Linked DNA regions of Mus musculus: regions 1, 2 and 3 are each linked to region 4. Evidence: chromatin contacts called from public HiChIP or PLAC-seq and promoter capture Hi-C data. All regions are on one chromosome and are shown on one strand. The core of a region is the stretch at or near the end of the contact, and the rest is flanking DNA. Distances in the headings are between cores, read along the strand shown.

Region 1 (2,700 bases), core at 18-2,517, 390 kb before region 4:
AGCCACTTCTACCCCTGAGCCTGCTCTACCCGGTCACCTGCTTTTGCTAGCTCCCAGGGGGGGTTGCTGGCCTCTGACCACAAGAAAGGGAAACTTCTAAAAAGAAAGAAGTGAGGCCACAGGGGGGTGGGGCCCTCACGGGCCTTTGAATGGGCTGAAAGGCCTAAGAGGCCTGGTTAGTCCACATTGTCTGTCCTGGAGACAGGGGCAGGGGCTACAGGCAGAGCAGGGGCCAGGGCAGGTTCAAACTCTGCCATCGAGTCCAGAAAGGGAGAGCTGAATCCCAGCTCTTCCATGAATACCCACCACGAGCACATTAGTCTCAGTTTGCCCCTCTATTGAGTGGGGACAAGTTTCCCTACATCCTCCAGTCTTGAAGGCACTGTCTAGAAAAAGCCCCACAGGACCCGATCCTGGGAAACACTCCACAAAGGCCGGCAGAGAGTCATAGGCTTTTGGGAGGTCCAACCAAATGCCAGGTCCCAGGGGGCCTCTGACACTGACCCACTGTGCAGTCTCCACCCCAGTCCTTCCTCCGAGTGAAATAAATAGCTGGGACATAAAAAAAGAAAAAAGAAAAAAAAAAAGAAAGAAAGAAAGAAGAAAAAGACAGTAGCAGGGGAAAAGAGAGGGGATTCCTGAAGGGCTGGCTAAGGGGTGATCCTGGCATTTTACATGTACATGAAGGGAAGGGGGGCTTGGGCGAGACCCACAGAAGTCCTGGGAAGCTCTGTTGCATTGCCATGGGTCCACCTTCTGGGGCCTCCGGGATCTCAGTAGGGGAGGCCGTCTGTTCTTTCACACAGAAGTAGGTGAGCCGGCTATCCTGAGCACAGCGTGCCAAACCCCTGCTCCCACTGCTTATGGTATAGAGATGAGCGATGGAGCCCCTGCAACAGTCTCGGACTGCCTCCGATGTCCCGGGATTGCAAGGAGCTGGGGTCGGGTCTCTGTCCCAGTCCTAGGGTTGCATGGAGCTGGGGTCGGGTCTCTGTCCCAGACCCTGAAGTTGCACAGAGCTGCGATCGGGTCTCTGCCCCAGTCGCGGGATTGTACGGAGCTGGGGTCGGGTCCCTGTCCCAGTCTCGGGGTTGCACGGAGCTGGGGTCTGCTTCCCTCACCCCAGTGCTGGGATTGCACAGAGCTAGGGGAGACTTACCTGCGACCCGAGAACCGGGCGCCCGGGACGCTCCACGCGGCGCCGCCTCCCGGGAGCAGGAGCCCGAGGCAGAGCAGCGTCCAGGCCCGCGGGCCGCCCATGCTGTCGTCCCCACCGCAGCCGCGGGCGCGCAGAGCCGGTTCCGGGCGGAGCAGGGCGGGGGCGCTCGGCTTCGCCCGCCCCTCGCCCCCCGCCCCCCGCCAACCCGGAAGCCGTCCGCGCCCCCGCCAGGACGCCCTCCAGGTGCCCACCTGAGCCGCAGACTGGGAAACTGAGGCCCTGGCCGCACCCGCCCCCTCGTCCCCGCAACGCTGCCAGGACCTGAACCCACCACTCCAGAGCGATCGCCTCTGGACGCACATCTTTGACATCTTTGCGGAACTGGGTTCCCGAAACACACAGGATCTTCCCATCGACCTAACACAGGCTTCCTGCGCGAGCTGTGCCATTGTCCCAGGCATCTCACCCCATACATCCTGCCCTGACTAAAGCTTTCATCACTCCGTGTTGGGCTGGCTAGGTCGCCCATGTTACGGAGGAGAAACCCGAGGCTCAGGTGCTCCCGCGTCCCCTAAGTGCAGTGACCCTTATACCTGTTTTACAGGGAGACACTAAGGCCCAGAGCACTCTGGCAGAGTAACCCCAGACCCACAATCCCCTCATCTCAGTGTTGGGGTCTAAGCACAAGTGTAGACAGCATTTTGGCATAGGCCTCAATTTCCCATTCCCTAAGGTAAGGACTGGCTGAGAGCAGAGGGCCTGGGTGGGACTCAGGCACATTCCACGCGGCATAGCAGGTGCGAGGAGTTTGCCTGTGCTGACATGATAGACTATTTGTGTGCATGGATAATGTTGTATGCATGCACGGCGCTGTAAACATGTATGTGCTGAATCTGTGTGTACACGATGTGTTTGTGAGCATGGGCAGTATTTGCTTATGTACGCCATATTTGAATGAACAATGTATGTGTTTGTGTGGTGGGCATGTGTATGCATGTATGTCTGTGTACACGTGAGATGCCTGTATGCATGCATATCATGTTTGTGTACACGTGTGCATGTGTGTGTATATGAACATGTGTGTATATGAACATATATGTACATATATGTACACACATATATGTACATATATGTACACACATATATGTACATATATGTACACACATATATGTACATATGTGTGTATATGAAGTATGATTTTCTTTCTTTCTTTCTCTTTCTTTCTTTCTTTCTTTCTTTCTTTCTTTCTTTCTTTCTTTTAGATGAGCTCTCTATATGTCCTGGCTTGGTCTGGAACAAATACACACACACACACACACACACACACACACACACACACACACATATATAATATGGCTAGCTTTCATTTCACAGAGGTCTGTCTGCCTCTGCCTCCTGCATGCTGGGTTCGATACTGTGCCCAGCTCTACACAAGAGCAGAGTCGTCACCAAGGGAGGTCACAGAAGACGTCTACTGCACGCCCCAGCAGTGAGCAGCCTAGGTCAGGGAATCTTTGCCCAGCTCAGCTGTGCAAGGGGCC
Region 2 (2,700 bases), core at 147-2,646, 360 kb before region 4:
ATTAGACAACTGTGGCCACAGATCCACACAGAGCACTCATGGCTTCCCATGGCCTTCCAGGGCTGAATCACATGGGAGTCAGGGCCAGCGCCCATGGGGAGCCCTCCAGCCACCTGTCACTGTGTTCAGAAACCCATACTTTCTGGGTTTTTGTGGTTTCTTGTTGTGGTTTGTGTGTCTGTCTGTCTGTCTGTCTGTCTGTCTGTATATCTGTCTGTCTTTCTGTCTCTGTCTCTGTGTGTCTGTGTGTGTCTTGTGTGTCTATGTTTCTGTATGTGTCTGTCTTTCTGACTTACTCTCTATGTGTCTGTCGTGTGTCTGTGTATATTGTGTATCTGTGTGTCTGTCTGTGTGTATCTGTCTATCTCTTTCTGTCTCTGTATGTCTGTGTGTCTGTCTCTGCCTGTCTGTCTGTCTGTCTGTGTAGGCCAGTGGTTGAAGTCAAGTGTCTCCCTTACCCACTCTGCACCTTAGTTTTTGAGCAGGGTCTCTCACTGAACTCAGAGGTACTGATTTGGCTAAGCTGGCTGGCCAGTGTTGTCCCAGCACTTAGACTGCAGGTACACGCCACCACACCTGGCTTTTTAACCTGGATGCTGGAGATCTGAACTCGGGTCCTCATGCTGTGTGGACCTAGGCACACACCCACTGAGTCGATTCTGTAGACTTGTATGCTGTTTTGTTGAGAAACAGAGCAGAATTCACCTCACAGGTCCCCGAGACCAGAAGGGCATAACTCAGTCCTGCCTCAAGTGAGGGGGTAGCTGTGACAGGCCGTCATGAGAACATGCTTTCAGTCTGAGGAGAAGGCAGCTCCACCTGGCACTCTGATGTCACCAGCTTCTTTTGTTCAAACAGCTGGGCTGTTTTGTCGGCCATACTTTCTGGGCAGTGCCTAAGACCAGCTGAGGTACGTTACTGCAGAGTTTTCAATGGCCGGGGCTTAAAATCTGGCTGCTGAGTCAAACTGGTGACAAAGACAGCAATTCCACTAGGAAATTCCACTGAGGCTGGAGGCCCGTGAGTTTACACTGGAATAGGCCTGGGACTCTTCGATGGTAGAGCACCCCAAGGCCCCAGGCTCAGGCTGAGCGCTGCAGAGTCTCTGAGTCTCTGAGTGTGCAGACTTCTAAGCACAGCATACTGGAGGCTGAGATAGAAGGTGGAGAGTTTGAGGCTACCTCACAAACAAACAAACAAACAAACAAACACGTGCTAGGGTAGAGCTCTTGCCTTGGCCCTGGCATGATCTCTAGTGTGGTTTAAAAAAAAAAAAACAACCCTAAAGAAGAGATTCTGGCTGCCAGCAGAGGCAGGAAGCAGGATGTGCGCATCACAGCCGCTTACCACAGCCTGAGGCAGGAAGGAAAGACTGACATAAAAACCCTTTGATCGTGGTCTCTTGATCTCTGAAAGGTTCATCTCATCACGGCTGAGAAAGGATGGGCGTCTATAACTTCTGTGTCGCCTAAGACTCACTGGATCCTCTAGAATATTCCCAACCGAGCCAATGGCCAACGCCCTGGGTAGGCTTCTGGTGAACTGAGCTAGGTGCCAGGTCAGGCGGGAGTCCTCCGCGCTCAGTGGCCTACAGCTGGTACAAGGAGACAGGTAACTTCCAGAAGGCCAGCCTGGCCAGGGTACATGGCCTCAGGCTCCACAAAGCAGAGGCCATTGTCTGTCCCAGTATTCCTTGCCATCAACACTATCATATATCCTATCATATCAGTCATATGATGTTCAGTAAATATTTATAGGTAAAATGAACCATGTAGGAGCTGGGAGATGGTTAAGAGCACTGGCTGCTCTTCCAGAGGACCCAGGTTCAGTTCCCAGCACTTACAGGGCAGCTCACAACTGCCTATAACTCCAGTTCCAGGGGATCTGACACCCTCAAACAGATATACATACAGGCAAAACACCAGTGCACAAAGAAGTAAATAAATAAATCATTAAAAAGGTCTTGGAGGGAGAAGTCTGAAAGGGTATGCTGGTACCGGGGACTATATGCACGTATGGTGGGTATACACATGTTTGGTGTGCACACAAATATCTATGTAGTATGTGCTAGACATAGATGGGCAAAGTGTTTAGCCTCAGCAGCAGAGTCTCTGGACTCAGGACTGACTATAATTTGTGGGCACCACAGTGCAAAATGAAAATATAGAGTCTCTTCTTGGAAAAATAATGAAGACTCTCAGGAGGCCAACAGCCAGAGCCAAATCAGGAGCACAGGACCCTGCAAACGCCATATACCTGGGACGGCCAGCCCTATGAGCTGCAGCCCCAAGTCCTCGCTCCCTAAGAGCTCCCGGTCCATAGGTTTGCATCCCCCCCTGCCCCCACTTCCCAGTTCCCTCTTTTTTTTTTTTTTTTTCTTTTTTATCTAGACAGGGTTTCTCTGTATAGCCCTGGCTGTCCTGGAACTCAGAAATCCGGCTGCCTCTGCCTCCGAGTGCTGGGATTAAAGGCGTGCGCCACCACGCCCCGGCCAGTCCCCTTTTTTTCTTGTAAAGCTAGGTTCCTGCCTGGCTGGTCTCAGGGTTAGCGAGCATCCCTCTGTCCCTTGCTGGGGCACTCACTGTCTGCTACTTTGTGTTGTGGTTGGAACAATGAGAATTTCTTCCCTGGGGAGATGTAAATCCCTTCCTCCCTCCCTCCCTCCTTTCCTTTCCTCCCTCCCTCCCTCTTCTAAGAACG
Region 3 (2,752 bases), core at 194-2,693, 300 kb after region 4:
CTGCCTCAGGTGCCTTAGTGGCCAGGGCCAGGTGTTTCTGATCTCAATGCTAATTGCTGTTTAGAGACTTGCTTTGTAGGCCAGGCTAGCCTGGAACTCTAGTACCCTTGTACCAGGACTACAGGTTGGCATACCATTCTGCTAAGATTTTAAGACACAAGAATTTTGCCCTATTTATTCAAACCCCAGTAGGCAGACTCTTGTTGTATGTACTTGGAAAGCATCGTATTTATATTTCCTTTACACTGGGAAAATCCAATGCAGGCCACCTTGTCAGGCTGTGGTAAGAATGTAGAGCCACACGAAATCCAAATTGTTATCTCTACTCTTTTAAGTGTAGTCTTGAGCCGGGCGTGGTGGCGCACGTCTTTAATCCCAGCACTTGGAAGGCAGAGGCAGGCAAATTTCTGAGTTCGAGGCCAGCCTGGTCTACAGAGTGAGTTCCAGGACAGCCAGGGCTACACAGAGAAACCCTGTCTCGAAAAAAAACAAAACAAACAAACAAAAAGAATGTTTCATTTGTGGAGGGAGGAGTTAGTTGCAAACAAACTAGCCAGCTACACGGGCACAGGCTCCTTTAGTCTCCTCAATCTCAGTTACTCCACTGCCCTGGGCATTTTCTCTACTGGAGCTAGTTGGTGACGTCTGCAAACTCAGGACATCTTTGACCGCTGGCTCATTGGAGGGAATGCAGCTAGCAAATATTTCTCACTAACCATTCTTTCTTTTATAGCTCTTTAAGAAGCCTCTGACTCGATGGCATCCTTTCAAAAAGAGGAACTCCGGGTTGGAGACCGTACCGCAACCGCGAAGTACCGAGGCTGGCTTGGAACCCAAAGCCGCAGGTGCTGCTTGCTGTCACAGCTGCGCGCCAGCTCCCGCCCTGGGCCACAGTAAGTCCCTACCCTGGGGTGACGGGCACAATTACACCAGCTCCCGGAGGGGGATGGCATCCCACCACCATCGGGGCCTCCCGGGAGCCGCACACCTGTAAGCATCTAGGACGCGGAAGCCTTTGGACCGCGCCAGGCGGGTGAGGAAGGCCCGGCGGCTGCGGCCCATTCGCGGCTCCGCAAGGTAGATGGCCACATCCGGGAAGCGCACCACCGAGGGCGGCGTGGAAGAGGCTACCGCGCTGTGTGGGGACCCAGCTCGCACTCGCCGTCGCTTCGGAAGCATCTGGGCACCAACTCTGGAAGCACAGGAAGCCGCAGAACGAAGGAAGGCAGGGTCATGAAAGAAGGCGGAAGGAGGAGAGAGGAAGTGGTGTCTGCTCTATGCAAACGAGACGCCCTCTAGGATGCTTTTGGCTTCCCATCGGAAGCCCCAGTTCTATGCAAATAACGCCCGAGGATTCTTATTTGAACTACTCTCATAGAAAGCCCCAGTGGTTTCCCAGACCTTAGAGTAGCCTGGGCCCGTAGGCGGGGCTTCGCCTCGTACTGGGCGGGCACTTTTCTCCTCTCGGGGGCGGAGTCTCGGCCTCTCTTCCTCGCCCCCGAGGGCGGGGTCTCAGGTTATCCTGGCCATATGAGAAGTCCTGGATAACCCTCCACTGCCTCTGCTGGTGACAGAGCGCCCACGCCACTTCCCCTGGGTATGCAGAGGGGAACGGAGTTTGAGTAGTATACATGTGAGCTGGTGGAGGGTGAAAACGTTTTCCAATGTAACGAACAGCATTGGGACAGCTGGCGTTCCATTTGGAAAGTTAAGTCTGCAACCCTATAGGTTGGAACAATAATATGAACTAACCAGTACTCCCAGATCTCATGTCTCTAGCTGCATATGTAGCGGAAGATGGCTTAGTCGGCCATCATTGGGAAGAGAGGCCCCTTGGTCTTGCAAACTTTATATGCCTCAGTACAGGGGAACACCAGGGCCAAGAAGTGGGAGTGAGTGGGTAGGGGAACAGGGCGGGGGAGGGTATAGGGGACTTTCGGGATAGCATTTGAAATGTAAAGTAAGAAAACACCTAATAAAAAATTGGGGAAAAAAAAAAAAAGACTAGATCCCAGTGGAAGTGAACAGAAATGGTTTCTATGTGCCCTTTTTCCCCGATTGAAGAAAAATAATTCCAGTGGCTCTTCATCTGGAACAGCATTATTTATGGATTTTATAGATTAAACTTATTAAAATTCCTTTATAGTTACATTAGGAAGGATTTTGAGTCCTGATTGATACCCTTTGTTCAGTTATTTCACTGGATCTTTTGTCAGAAATGTTCCTATGCCCCATTATGCCATAGTCAAAAAAAAAAAAAAAAAATTGGCCCCCTTACAAACTGCTTAACATTAAGCAGATCTCAGACGGATCAGCAATCATTTAAATCCGAAAAAGAAACCAAAGCTATATTAGTGACACTCGATTTTTTTTAATTTTTAAAAATATTTATTAGATGTATTTATTTTTATTTTCTGTGTCTTCGTGTTTTACTTGCATGTGTAGCTGTACCCCACGTACATGTTTGGTGCCGTCGAGTGAGAATGTTTCAGATCCTTGGAACTTGAGTTAAGAACATTTGTGAGCCGCTGCCCCTGTGAATGCTGGGAATCTAACTCAGGTCCTCAGCAGGAACAAGTGCTCTTAACCAATAAGTCATCTCTCTAGCCCCTTAAAAAAATTTTTTTTTAATTATGTGCTTAATTGTTTTGCCTGAATGCATGCATGTACACCACGTGTATGCCTGGTGCGGGCAGAGATCTTGAACTGCAGTTAAAGATGGCTGGGAACTGAACCTGGGCTCTCTGCAAGA
Region 4 (2,728 bases), core at 104-2,603:
TAGCATGTGGGCCTTTATAATCTGAACATGCAGAGGCAAACAGATCTAATAAGTTTGAGGACAGCCCTGGTTAGACACGGCTCCACAGACAGGCGATCTTAACAAAAACCAACAGGTAGACCTTGTATATACTCATTTGGAATAAGCTACTCCAAAGCATTGCAGAGTGACCAGGTATCTGGCTACAAAATTTGTAAGTTTCTGGACTCTTCCTAAGGAGAAAGAGAACAGGTTACATGGTTACTACCTCCGCGGAGAACACCAACCCTTCCAATACAGAGCCTAGGATTTTCTTTTTGTTTTGGTTTAATACTTTTGTGTCTGAAATGACAGTTTAAAATGCATGCGCATTTTCCTCTACCTGCCCGCCACTCAGTTTCTGCCCCTAAAAGGCAAACAATGTCAGCAGTTTAAAGAGATACATGTGCTTCACCGTTTTCACTTCAAATAGGATACACGTGTTAAACTAACCGCGACCACAAAGAGGACAAATTGGTCTGGATACTTACTCATCATCCTCCGCCAACCGCTTGTGTTTCTTTCTACAGTGAATGGAAACACTGTTGGAACAAACAAAAACAAACCAGTCACTCACGACTGGAACGTAAATGTAACGTTTCTGCACCATGTATTTGTCGCCTCACTCATCCGGATCTCCCGCCACAAATTGAACATTCCTTCCTTGGCCGTGATAGACCCACACAGGTCCCAGGTGATCACGATTTGCCAGGGGCTCCGAATAAAATAACCTCAGACAAGAAAATCTGAAGTTGTCACTTCTGTCGGGGCAGTGACAGTTGAGCACTCGCTCCAAACCCATTTCTGCCCCCAACATTGCCGATGAGGGACCCAAGTGTCCCAGAGGCATTCAAAGTTGTCCCGGCCGGCAGCCGGCGGCCGCGCGTGTGGAGGGAAGCGTCCAGGCCGAAGAACCCTCGAGGGTCGCCCGCCCTGCGCCCCGGGACTCACGGTTAACGTCCCGAGAGGTTAACGGGCCCGCCCCGCCTGCTCACCGTCCGCGCGCTGTTCTCCCGCCCGGGCTGCTCGGCGCGCCGCGGACACCGGGCCGCGGGGCCAGGTCATGGCCGGCGGCTCCTGGCGGGAAGGCCCGGCCCGCGAAGGCCGGTGGCGGCTGCAGGAAGTCCGCGCTGCCGCTCAGAGGGAGGCCGCTGAAGGGCCGGCCGAGGGCTGCCATGGCTTTCCAGACGAGGCTGCGTCCGCGACCCCAGTCGTTCGTTTTCCCAGACTCCGCAGTGGCCGCCACCAACGCTACCCACGATTACCTGCCTCTGAGCCCTCTTCGGCCCCCCAACCTCACGCCTTCTAGAACCCTCCACTCCGGACCGCCCAGAGACACGTCGGGATTTGTTGTGTATAGAGGGCCGCTGTCGTGAGGCATGCCGGGAGTTGTGGTCCTTAAGGACTACAGGCAAGATGGCCGGGGGTGTACCGGACGAATTGCAGGAGGTCAGGTCGCCCTCACCCGGCCAGAATGACAGACACCCAATCCCTATACAGAACGTTTGAGCTGGGCGTGGTGGATTCCCAGCTCTTATCAGGTGGAGGCAGGATAATCAGACACATTCAAAGCCAGACTTTGACTAAGTAGCATGGTCTAGGCTAGCCTAGTCTACGTGGGACCCAGTCCAAAATAAAAAGTTACACGTTTCTGTTTCTTCTGTAGTAAACAGGATAAGAAAAAATGTTTTCAGAGTTGAAGTGAGTAGTGAATGAATTAAAAATCTAGAGGTGGGGCTGGGCATAGTGGTGCACACATTTAATACCAGCACTTTCTGGGCAGAGGAGGGAAAATCTCTGAATTCTAGGTCAGTCTGGTCTACATAGTGACTTCCAGGCCAGCCACTGTTACGAAACAAAATATAAAAAAAAAAAATGCCTAGGAGTGGGACCTGACAGCTGGAGTTATTATTCTAGAATCTATGGTGAAAGGAAAACCAACTCTAGAAACTTGTTCTTGAACTTCCTTTCGTGGGGTGGGGGTGGGGACTGGCTTGGTTTTGTTCCCTGGTTACACATGCACTCTCATGCACACATATAACAATAACAAATAGAAAATTAAAAGCTAATAAAACTCCGAGAGGGAAGTGCAGCTGAGTGGTAGGGTGCATGTACTCCACCACAATATTTATACATGAAGCAGGTGGATGTGTGGCACATACTTCCAGTCAATCCCAGCTATAGGGAGGTTGAAGCAAGAGAATGGTTGAGTTCAGCCTTAACAACAAAACAGGATGTCAAGGCTTAGAAAACTCTACATGTGTGTACTTGTAATGCTATCTTTCAATTGTTTCTGTGTTTTATCATAAATGAAATTTTTGATGTATTGGATCCCATGGACAATTACTAAAACCCCCAGAGATTGGGAGAGCAATTGGAGGGGAAAAGCAGAAGTTCAGCCTTGTATATCCAAAGATGGTTAATAATGTCCCCTGCTTAGGTTGGACCAATGGAGTGGAGGATTGATTGGTCAGTCCTACCACTGATCATCCCCCATTTTTTTCTGCCTTAAAGAATGATCCCATCACTCATCACTGAGTGGCTTATACCATTGTCAATGCCATTTAGCCAAAGATTTATCAAGGACACACCAGTAACTGAACTAGAGTGGACTTAAGGAAGTGAGTTAGTGTCTTAGCCTGGGGGAGTTGAGTTAGTGATAAATGATTTGGAGGAAGTAAAGTTCATAAAGGCAACTTTGTATGAGCAG

The links. Promoter capture Hi-C pulls out the DNA fragments that hold promoters and counts their contacts. HiChIP or PLAC-seq counts read pairs in DNA pulled down with a chosen protein or histone mark.
Region 1: an H3K4me3 HiChIP or PLAC-seq map of neural tube shows a contact between it and region 4, with 5 times the contacts expected there. The contact joins the promoter of Emid1 here to the promoter of Ccdc117 in region 4. A contact is called at or near these places in 5 of 39 promoter capture datasets (cranial neural crest, frontonasal cranial neural crest, liver and 2 more), 6 of 115 datasets of contacts at active chromatin or transcription factors (the 230-238 cell line, astrocytes, bone marrow-derived macrophages and 3 more) and 2 of 9 other capture datasets (embryonic stem cells and pancreatic islet).
Region 2: an H3K27ac HiChIP or PLAC-seq map of regulatory T cell precursor shows a contact between it and region 4, with 6 times the contacts expected there. The contact joins the enhancer-like site here to the promoter of Ccdc117 in region 4. A contact is called at or near these places in 1 of 39 promoter capture datasets (embryonic stem cells), 2 of 484 Hi-C or Micro-C datasets (CD8 T cells and regulatory T cells) and 5 of 115 datasets of contacts at active chromatin or transcription factors (astrocytes, bone marrow-derived macrophages, epiblast stem cells and 2 more).
Region 3: a contact with region 4 is called in a promoter capture Hi-C map of macrophages, with 5 read pairs. The contact joins the promoter of Polm here to the promoter of Ccdc117 in region 4. A contact is called at or near these places in 3 of 39 promoter capture datasets (liver and macrophages), 1 of 484 Hi-C or Micro-C datasets (embryonic stem cells) and 1 of 115 datasets of contacts at active chromatin or transcription factors (pancreatic cancer cells).

What each region holds. Positions count from the first base shown.
Region 1 is chr11:5,150,963-5,153,662 of GRCm38.p6, forward strand. It overlaps Emid1 (EMI domain containing 1), which reads right to left and starts at 1,268. Exons shown (of 15, transcript NM_080595.3): 1 at 1,160-1,268. The coding sequence starts at 1,260.
Region 2 is chr11:5,175,970-5,178,669 of GRCm38.p6, forward strand. No RefSeq gene overlaps it. Among named protein-coding and RNA genes, the nearest start is that of Emid1, 25 kb to the left of the region's middle. Within about 2 kb of position 1,397, at least 89 of the 459 cell types and tissues checked have an H3K27ac peak or open chromatin away from gene starts, as enhancers often do. A contact at or near this core is called in CD8 T cells, bone marrow-derived macrophages, regulatory T cells and 1 more, where this site is marked.
Region 3 is chr11:5,836,573-5,839,324 of GRCm38.p6, forward strand. It overlaps Polm (polymerase (DNA directed), mu), which reads right to left and starts at 1,444. Exons shown (of 11, transcript NM_017401.2): 1 at 989-1,444. The coding sequence starts at 1,179.
Region 4 is chr11:5,540,864-5,543,591 of GRCm38.p6, forward strand. Ccdc117 (coiled-coil domain containing 117) reads right to left here and starts at 1,354. Exons shown (of 5, transcript NM_134033.2): 1 at 1,014-1,354; 2 at 510-560. The coding sequence starts at 1,195.